Regions from separate parts of the Mus musculus genome. Here region 2 is linked to region 1. A link is a contact called in public ChIA-PET data. All regions are on one chromosome and are shown on one strand. The core of a region is the stretch at or near the end of the contact, and the rest is flanking DNA. Distances in the headings are between cores, read along the strand shown.

Region 1 (4,322 bases), core at 1,542-4,041:
TTTTATTATAGATCCTCATCAGAATGAGCACTGATAACCACATGACACAGTCAATACTTTGCTTTTTTGAGTTTTCCTCTGGTGATGCAATTAATCCAAAACTCTTCACTTAAGCCTCAGGCAGACTAAAAGGTGGACAAGGGTAGAAAGCAGCCACATTCTTTGCCAAAATATCACAGGAATAGTTTCTCAGCCACATATTAATATTCTTCCCCTCTGAAACCTCTCACACCAGGCTCCGGTAGTTCAAATCTCCATCAGCACCAGTATCTTCCATATTCCTGCTGGGATGGCCCAGTAAGCCCCGTTTAAAGCATTCCACTGCTTTCCTAGTCCAAAGTCCCAAAGTCCACATTCCTCCAAACAAACGCACTATCAAGCCTATCACAGCAATACCTCACTTCTAGAACCAATTTCTGCCTTTAAAAAAAAAAAAGATTTATTTATTTATTTATTTTACGTATGTGAGTACACTGTAGCTGTCTTCAGACAACACCAGAAGAGGACATCAGATCCCATTACAGATGGTTGTGAGCCACCATGTGGTTGCTGGGGATTGAACTCAGGACCTCTGGAAGAGCAGTCAGTGCTCTCAACCGCTGAGCCACCTCTCCAGCTCCTGAATTTCTGTCTTTTATTAGGTTTTATTGCTGTGATATTGCATAACCAGGGTAACTCTTATAAAATGAACCATGCCGTACACCTTTAATCCCAGCACTTGGGAGGCAGAGGCAGGCAGATTTCTGAGTTCAAGGCCAGCCTGGTCTACAGAGTGAGTTCCAGGATAGCCAGGGCTACACAGAGAAACCCTGTCTCAAAAAAAAAAAAAAAAAAAAAAAAAAAAAAAACACAAAATAAATAAATAAATAAATAAATAAATAAATAAATAAATAAAATGAACCTTTATATTGAAGTTGGTTTACAGTTTCAGAGGTCCAGTCCATTGTCACCATGGTGGGAAGCATGGCAGCGTGCAGGCAGGCATGGTGCTAGAGAGGTACCTGAGAGTTCTACATCTTAATCCATAGGCAGCAGAAGTGAATGCCACACTAAGCCTAGCATGAGTATCTAAGACTTCAAAGCCTGCCCCAACAGTGACACACTTCCTCCAACAAGGCCACACCTTCTAATAGTGCTAGCCCCTATGGGCAAGCATTCAAACACGTATTCAAACCACCACAGCTGAAGGGAGTCTCTGTGGCCTGCTCTAGGACAAAAATATCACATAGACAAAAGACCTGTCTTCTCTCCCAAAGCTTTAGTGACAATGCCACAGTCTCTAGACCTTAACTGGAGACCACAGCATGGATAGACAGTGACAGAGACAAAGCACCTCACAGCTTATCTGAAGGAGGAGCAGGACTCTGCCTTGTGGAGAGCTGGCTGGTGGCTTCCCACTGTCTCTGTCTCCGCTCTCCCTGGGAAGCCGTCTTATAGTTAGTTACTGATGGAGCCCATCTCCCTGAACCAGCTAGACACAAGGCAAAAGGAGGTGCCTTTGAGGATAGGGACCGAAGGGACAGTCTAAAGACACTCATCTCCCAAAGTGCCTGAACTTTCTGCTGTCCAAGGTCATCCTTCGATCTAAGATTTCAGGCCCCCAGATTCCTGAAACTCTCATTTACTTTGTCTTTCTGTTTGTTTTTCTTTGGAGTCTTTTGAGACAGGATCTCCCTGTCTTGGTACGTACGTAGCACTGCTGGCCTGGAACTCACTATGTAGACCAGGCTGCCCTTGACCTCTGCAGGAAAGCTGCAATCCTGGGCTGTGGATCACTTACACTGTCTCTCTGGGCTCCTCACTGGACCCCAGCTGGGCCTGCTTGCTCTAGATGTTTTGAGTCAAACAAAACTACAAAATAGTGATCAGGCAACGCATGGACACTCGAGAGAGGGTGGGAGGGGCCACGATAGATCAGGATTGGAGACAGAGGCAGCTCATTAGCCACACTCAGAAGAGAAAAACAGTGTGGCTTTAATCTCTTGATTAAATTAGGGAGGAAATGGGTCTGGGTGGTGAGAAATCACATGGGGAAGTGGGTTAAGTGAGATGATACAGAGCTGTGTGCCAGGAAATGAGAGAAAGGAAACAGACAGACAGAGACTGAGACAGAGGCAGAGAGAGAGAGAAACTGGGAGGGAGACAGAGAGAGGCCCTGCAGAAGCCCATGGGAAAGAGAGCAGTTTAGTCAAACATGACAAATTCTATATGAGGAGTTGGAGGGGACACCAGGGAGCCATTGAGGCTTCTGGAACTATCCAGGCACAGAGAGGGAGGATTGCCTGACTTATCACCTGAGGCACAGGCTAGCTGGAGACACAGATGATCAGCACCTGGTTCTCTACACAAAATGCCTCCCTTAGAGTGTCCCTGAGCCCCAAAGGCCCTAAGGGGAAGGAACCCCCAGGGACAGGGTCTTGTGTTTGCTTGGAGAGGCTGTGGGAGTGTTAGGAAGAATTCAAAGCTGTGGTAAGCATCCTGCAACGGGGACCACGGTAGGGAATGGTCTATTCCTGGTGCTGAATACATCTACCTGTAGTCAGAACTACACACACTGCACACCAAGTATGTGATACAACGGCTAGAGACGGGGCAGAGGCAGGAAGACCCTAGTTCAAAACCTGGCTCTGCCTCCCATTGTGAGCTCTTAATGTCTGTAAAGTATCAATGACAAGATCTATACCCTGGTTTGCTGCAAGGATTAAAATAATGATAATGTCTATAAAAGATAACTTGGCTGTACATCCCCGCCCCTTCCGGCATCTGTGCAGTCCCGCATGACTATGAGACTCCTCCCATCACAGAGGCTCCTCCCACCACCGTTGGTCTGTTTCTCATCCTGCCCTTGAGGTGGTGGCTTGCACTAGCAAAGAGTAAAATGTTTCTAGAACAGCCTTGAAGAACGATGACAGCTGGCTTCTTAGGAGTGCGTGCTCCTAGAAGCAAGCCCAGGCTGGTCCGCCAGCTGATGAGAGACACGTGGCCCAGTTACCTAGGCCGCTCCAATCAACAGCCAGCAAACTCAGCAGTCTGCAGACTGGTGCCTCCCCAGCAGACCTCCCTCGCCTCAGGCCAACCTCAGAAACAGAGGGAACAGCTGCTGGTGTAAGGTATACGGTAAGATCCCGTTGATAGGTTCAGACTTCCACACAAGATGAAGAGTCGCCAACAGCCTTATCTTCTTGTCGAGCAATCAAAATAACAAGGCAAGAATCTGGGCACTGCGGGGAAGGCTAACGGATGACCACAACTGAGAGACAGGAAAATAAACAATGAGAGTCCCACCGTCCTGCCTAGGTGCGGATGAGGGGCAGCTAAGGAAGCCAAGGATTACTGAGCTCTGGAGAGTTAAACAGAGGCCAGAGGACCAACCAAGGTGGCCAACTGCTGGAGAGCTGAGTGCCACGTAGAGAGCAAGCCCCAGAGGTGTGCAGGGCCTCCGCTCTGGTATTCAACAGGACATTGATCAGTACATGTGTGTAACAAAACTATCTGACGCCCGAGAAAGGCGAGAGAGCCATAGCCACGTATTTCCTGCCTAGAGCCAGAAATAAGAGTGAGGGTGAGTATCCTTCCAAGCCTGCCTAATGAAAGCAAGGCCTGGAAGGACCAGACTGTTACCAGATAAGTGAGTAAGGGGGGACCTGAGTTCACTCCTCAGGATCCACGTTAATAAAAAATGGGACATGGTGACTTGGGTTTGTAACCCCAGCACCAGGCAAACCTCGTCAGGAGAGCTCCAGGCCAGTGAAAGATCTTGTCTCAAAAATCACAGTGGACGGACCGTAGAGATGGCTCAGTGGTTAAGAGCACTGACTGCTCTTCCAGAGGTCCTAAGTTCAATTCCCAGAAACCACATGGTGGCTCACAACCATCTGTGATGGGATCCAATGACCTCTTCTGGTGTATCTGAAGACAACTACAGTGTACTCCTATAAATAAAATAAGTACATCTTTTTAAAAAATCACAGTGGACGTTTCTTGAAGATAACCCCAGAGGTTAACCTCTGACCTCCACATGCACACACATAAAGTAAAAATACAGATGCAGTGCTCAGCAAATAACACATTCAATAAGTTACATTTCCACCCTTGCAAAAGCCTAGACAAAATGGCTTTTCCTAGCTGCACATCCGCTTAAGACTGTGGTTTAAAAGCCAAAACAGAGCGTTCAGGAGAGCATAATTTTCCAGGCTCTGGGAGTGGTTTTTAACACAAGAGTTCTGGTTCCAGCATGGCCTTGCCACCTGCGGCTCAGGTCAACCAAACCTCTCCGGCTCTGTGCTGCAGTATTCCTTCAGACCAGAAGATGGCGCTGCTTC
Region 2 (4,270 bases), core at 1,155-3,654, 110 kb before region 1:
AGGACCGGTCCTGCTAACCCAAAGCTGTAGGATCTCCATGACACAGGGCAACAACAGGATAACAGTGAGGAGTCCCAGTGAGGATCCAGTATTGCTGGTGTGACAGATTCGAGAGGCCTAAAGCCAGACCAATGGCTCATCACAATGAGTGTTTGCAAGTGTCGATGTGTGGACAGAGGGGTATACTCAGGGGAATACTGTGACACACTACAGCTTCCACAAGGAGATGTTTTCTATGCTTTGCTTTGTGTGTGTGTGTGTGTGTGTGTGTGTGTGTGTGTGTGTGTGTGTGAGCGTCAGCAGATCCTTCTGTGACCATGCACCTGTCACAGAACACACGATGCTACGTTTGTTGTCCGCTCCAATGAGTTTCTCACAGCCAGTGGCTGGGAAGGAGATATTCAACCTCCCCTTGACACATGGCCTGGAAGGTTCCATGAAGAAAAGCTTAACTTTACTATCATTATTAGTGGTGGTGATGGTGTGTGTGGACGCACGTGCCACAAAGTGTGGAGGTCAGAGGACAACTCTGTGAAGTCAGTTTTCTTGTTCCAAGGATAAAGCTCAGGTTATCATGTTTCATGACAGAGGCCTTCACCCACTGAGCCATTTCTACAGCTCTTGATCGATTTGGTTGGTTTGTTTTTCTTTTGTTTTGTTTAAAATGAGGTCTTAAATTGAAATCCTTCCATGTATGCCCCCAGTGCTGACAATCCAAACACAAACCACCTCTCCTGGCTGTTCTCATCTTAAACAAAATCTCGAAGTGACTTCCTTTCTAATCTCCATGGTTTCAGTGTCTAGAAATCATCCCTTAATTGGAAATTGTATGTTCTTAAGGATGTGGGTGGGAGACAGTAAGTTGGTGGCAGGTTTGAGGCCACAAAAGCCAGACCAGGTTGGAATCTGTTTTTCCCACGTCAGCACTCATTAATACACCCCATACTTAATTCCTGGCCCTTGGTAACTTCATCCTTTAAATAGGAATAAAGTACCTCTTGGAGAGGTTTTTGGGAGGGTTACAGGCAATACAAATGAAAAATGAGTAGGTGCTATTTGTGGTGAGTTCTTAGTGCACACAATGAATAGTTAGGTGCTCATGATTTCTCTGCTCTATAATCGGATGGCCATGAAATGTCCCAGGCCAGGCAACAATTGCTTATTCGGATGAATAAGTAGCAACCGTCAAATACTAATTGTCAATATTGATATTGCCAAACTGCCGGAATTAAACTTATACCATCTTTCCTTGGATGTGCCAGTGAACCATGACTTCTGAATGTCACTCTGGTGGTTTTTCAGGGGCTGGCTCGGAGTCTTAACTGGTTAATAATCCAGAACCAACATGCCCCAGGGAAAACACCCTTTCCTTCCTTTCTGCTGGCTTCCTTGTTTTTTATTTCTCTGGCTCAGTGCATACCAACAAAACTACTAATATACCTGCCCCACAGGTTTTTTTTCTTCCAGGAATGTTTTCTTTCTTTTTTTCTTTTTCTTTCTTTCTCTTCTTCTTCTTCTTCTTCTTCTTCTTCTTCTTCTTCTTCTTCTTCTTCTTCTTCTTCTTCTTCTTCTTCTTCTTCTTCTTCTCCTCCTCCTCCTCCTCCTCCTCCTCCTCCTCCTCCTCCTCCTCCTCCTCCTCCTCCTCCTCCTCCTCCTTCTTCTTTCTCTTTTCTTTTCCTGTCTTTTCTTTTCTTTTTCCTGAGACAGGGTTTCTCTGTATAGCCCTGGCTGTCCTGGAACTCACTCTGTAGACCAGGCTGGCCTCGAACTCAGCAATCTGCCTGCCTCTGCCTCTCAAGTGCTGGGATTAAAGGCGTGCGCTACCACTGCCCGGCTGTTTTTTAATTTTTGTTTGCATGTCCTTTTAGTCATATCCACCAACTGTTTAGGCCTGAGTTTTCTCTCCTTAAATTTTTTTAAATTTATTTTATGCATAATGGTGAACATGTTTGTGCAACACATGTGTACTGTAAGGCGGCAAGGTGTCTGACCCTTTGGAACTGGAGTAGAGACAGGTGTGAGTGGCCATCTGGGCCTGCTAGTTCCTCTGAAAGTCCAGTCACTAACCTCTTAACCACTAAGCCATTTCTCCACGCCCCCTAGGCCGAAGTTTTCAAATGTTCAGTGGAAGGCAGTGTTTGATCAGAAAGTAAGGACTCAGGTCACCTGGTTCTGGCCACCATCACCATTTTTGCACCTAAACAAAGTAGCTGATGGCGGTTTTCTCTTTTGTGCAGTGCACCAACTTTCACCTTGGGTGGAGGTGAGCTTTACTCACACAGGACAGCTGAGGGTCCCGCTGCCAGGCTAGGGACTGGCTCCCGCAGACGTGGAGAGCTGCGCGCGCAGCGCCTCCCTTGCCTAAGAAGCCAGCGTCTCCGTTGCCAGGGGAACGAGGCACCACGCTTTCCGGCGCGGTCGCAGCGCGAAGCAGCTGTCATGGCGGAAGCGGTCTGGAGCACTGACACCGGCGAGGCCGTGTATCGCTCCCGGGACCCCGTGCGCAACCTGCGCCTCCGGTAGTCACTCGACCCCAGTTTCAGGGCCCCCTAACTTTATGCTCCGAGGCCCCCTAACTTTATTCCACCCTAAGCTTTTAGATGCTCAGAGGCCCCTACTTCCGCTTACAATCCCAACTACTTCCTCTGCCATCTCTGCGCGCGTCTTGTTATCAGGATCTTTTTCCACTGAAAGCTTCCAAGTACACCTTTCAGATTCACCCTGCCCAAGTCCCTTCAAGTTCTCGCCACTTTCAAACCCCTCGGGTCCCTGTGCTGATTTATCCAGCAGACGCCCCTACCCACCTCTTCTTTGCAGCAGCCTTGACTTCTCTGCCTCTGTGATTTCTTTCCCCGATTCATGCTCTGTATATCTCCTTGCTGTGTGTCTCTGACACGCGTATTTGGGGCTTCTCTTCTCTTGACAGAGTTCATCTGCAAAGAATCACATCAAGCAACTTCCTTCATTACCAGCCTGCTGCCCAGATGGGGAAGGACCTCATAGACTTGGCCACTTTTAGGCCTCCGCAAGCTGCTAGTGGGTGTTTGTGATGACGCTACATTCATTTGAGACTAAGGCAGGGGTGCGGGGCAGTAGAGGTACAGAGGAGGAACGGAAGGCTCAGAGAGGTTGAGTTTATTGCCCAGTGTCACCTAGCCGAGGAATATAGAAGCATTTGAATGAACCTGGGCAATCATCTTTTTAATTTTTTATTATTTATTTATTTTTTTACATTGTAATTTACTTTTGTGTGTGTGTGCACGCCCATGCCACAGTGCGAGAGTGAAGTTCAGGGGATAACTTTTGCGAACCAGTTCAGTTATCTCTTCACCAGATGAATCCTGGGGCTTGAGCCATCTTACCCGAGTTGTGACTTGGGGGATGGGGAAAGGACTTCTAAGAGAAATATGTTCCAAACTCCAAATGTATGTATAAATACACTTAAAAAACAATTTTAAAACAGGAGTTTGCACGAAAATATGATTTTTTCCTCTTGCCTTGAAAGCCAAAAGAAAGGACAGGACCGTCGTGTTTGGCCAATAATTTTTCATGCTTTTGTCATTGTTCTTTCTACTCAGAAATATTCTTAGGCAAAAAGGGTAGCCTGGCAGATCACAAATCATGCATCTTGTGTTTCTGGATGATTCGGTGGTGGTTTCAGAAAAACATCAGGGTCCTTATCTAGCAAATTCAGCCAGGATTGAGGAAGGGCTGGCCCTTCAGCCTCTAGCTAAACTCTAGTGCCTTATACGGGACTAGAGAATGTTTCTTGGAAGGCAGAGCTACCTTTTATTCAAATTAGAGTAATGATTAGGACACCTCAGGCCCTAATCTTGCTTCTAGTATTAACCAAAGTATGTCCACCACCTGCATTCTATGTTTAGAGTGAGCGCTTAGTGAGTCACTAAATTCCAGTGGGGTTTGCGGTCAATGTGAGTAGGGACTTTGAAGGCAGACCTGGTGGTATACACGTGTAATGTCAGCGTTTTTCTGCCGAGGCAGGAGGATCTGGAATGTGAGGTCAGACCGGGCTGCAGAATGAGACACTTCCAAACAACAATAGCAAAAAATTTTAAAACCCAAATGAGACAAGAATAGGAACACTGGTTGTAATCAACCAGAGAGGAAGAAATGTTGCTGGTCTGACTCACTCTGTTGTGTTTGGAGGTGGACACCGCCCTGACGAAGAAGAGGAGGAAGAGGTTGTAATTGGATGGCAGGAAAAGCTCTTTAGCCAGGTGAGCCAGCATTTCTTGTCTTCAGTCTACCT

The links. ChIA-PET counts read pairs in DNA pulled down with a chosen protein or histone mark.
Region 2: an RNA polymerase II ChIA-PET map of memory CD8 T cells shows a contact between it and region 1, with 26 read pairs. The contact joins the promoter of Mks1 here to the enhancer-like site in region 1. A contact is called at or near these places in 1 of 15 datasets of contacts at CTCF or cohesin (CD8 T cells), 16 of 484 Hi-C or Micro-C datasets (CD4 T cells, CD8 T cells, ECoMG myeloid progenitors and 7 more), 3 of 115 datasets of contacts at active chromatin or transcription factors (CD8 T cells, bone marrow-derived dendritic cells and memory CD8 T cells) and 2 of 9 other capture datasets (adipose tissue and liver).

What each region holds. Positions count from the first base shown.
Region 1 is chr11:87,963,505-87,967,826 of GRCm38.p6, forward strand. No RefSeq gene overlaps it. Among named protein-coding and RNA genes, the nearest start is that of Dynll2, 22 kb to the right of the region's middle. RefSeq lists an enhancer at 2,057-3,101. Within about 2 kb of position 2,792, at least 82 of the 459 cell types and tissues checked have an H3K27ac peak or open chromatin away from gene starts, as enhancers often do. A contact at or near this core is called in CD8 T cells, effector CD8 T cells, memory CD8 T cells and 1 more, where this site is marked.
Region 2 is chr11:87,850,811-87,855,080 of GRCm38.p6, forward strand. It overlaps Mks1 (MKS transition zone complex subunit 1), which reads left to right and starts at 2,405. Exons shown (of 18, transcript NM_001039684.3): 1 at 2,405-2,519; 2 at 2,927-3,036; 3 at 4,168-4,238. The coding sequence starts at 2,440.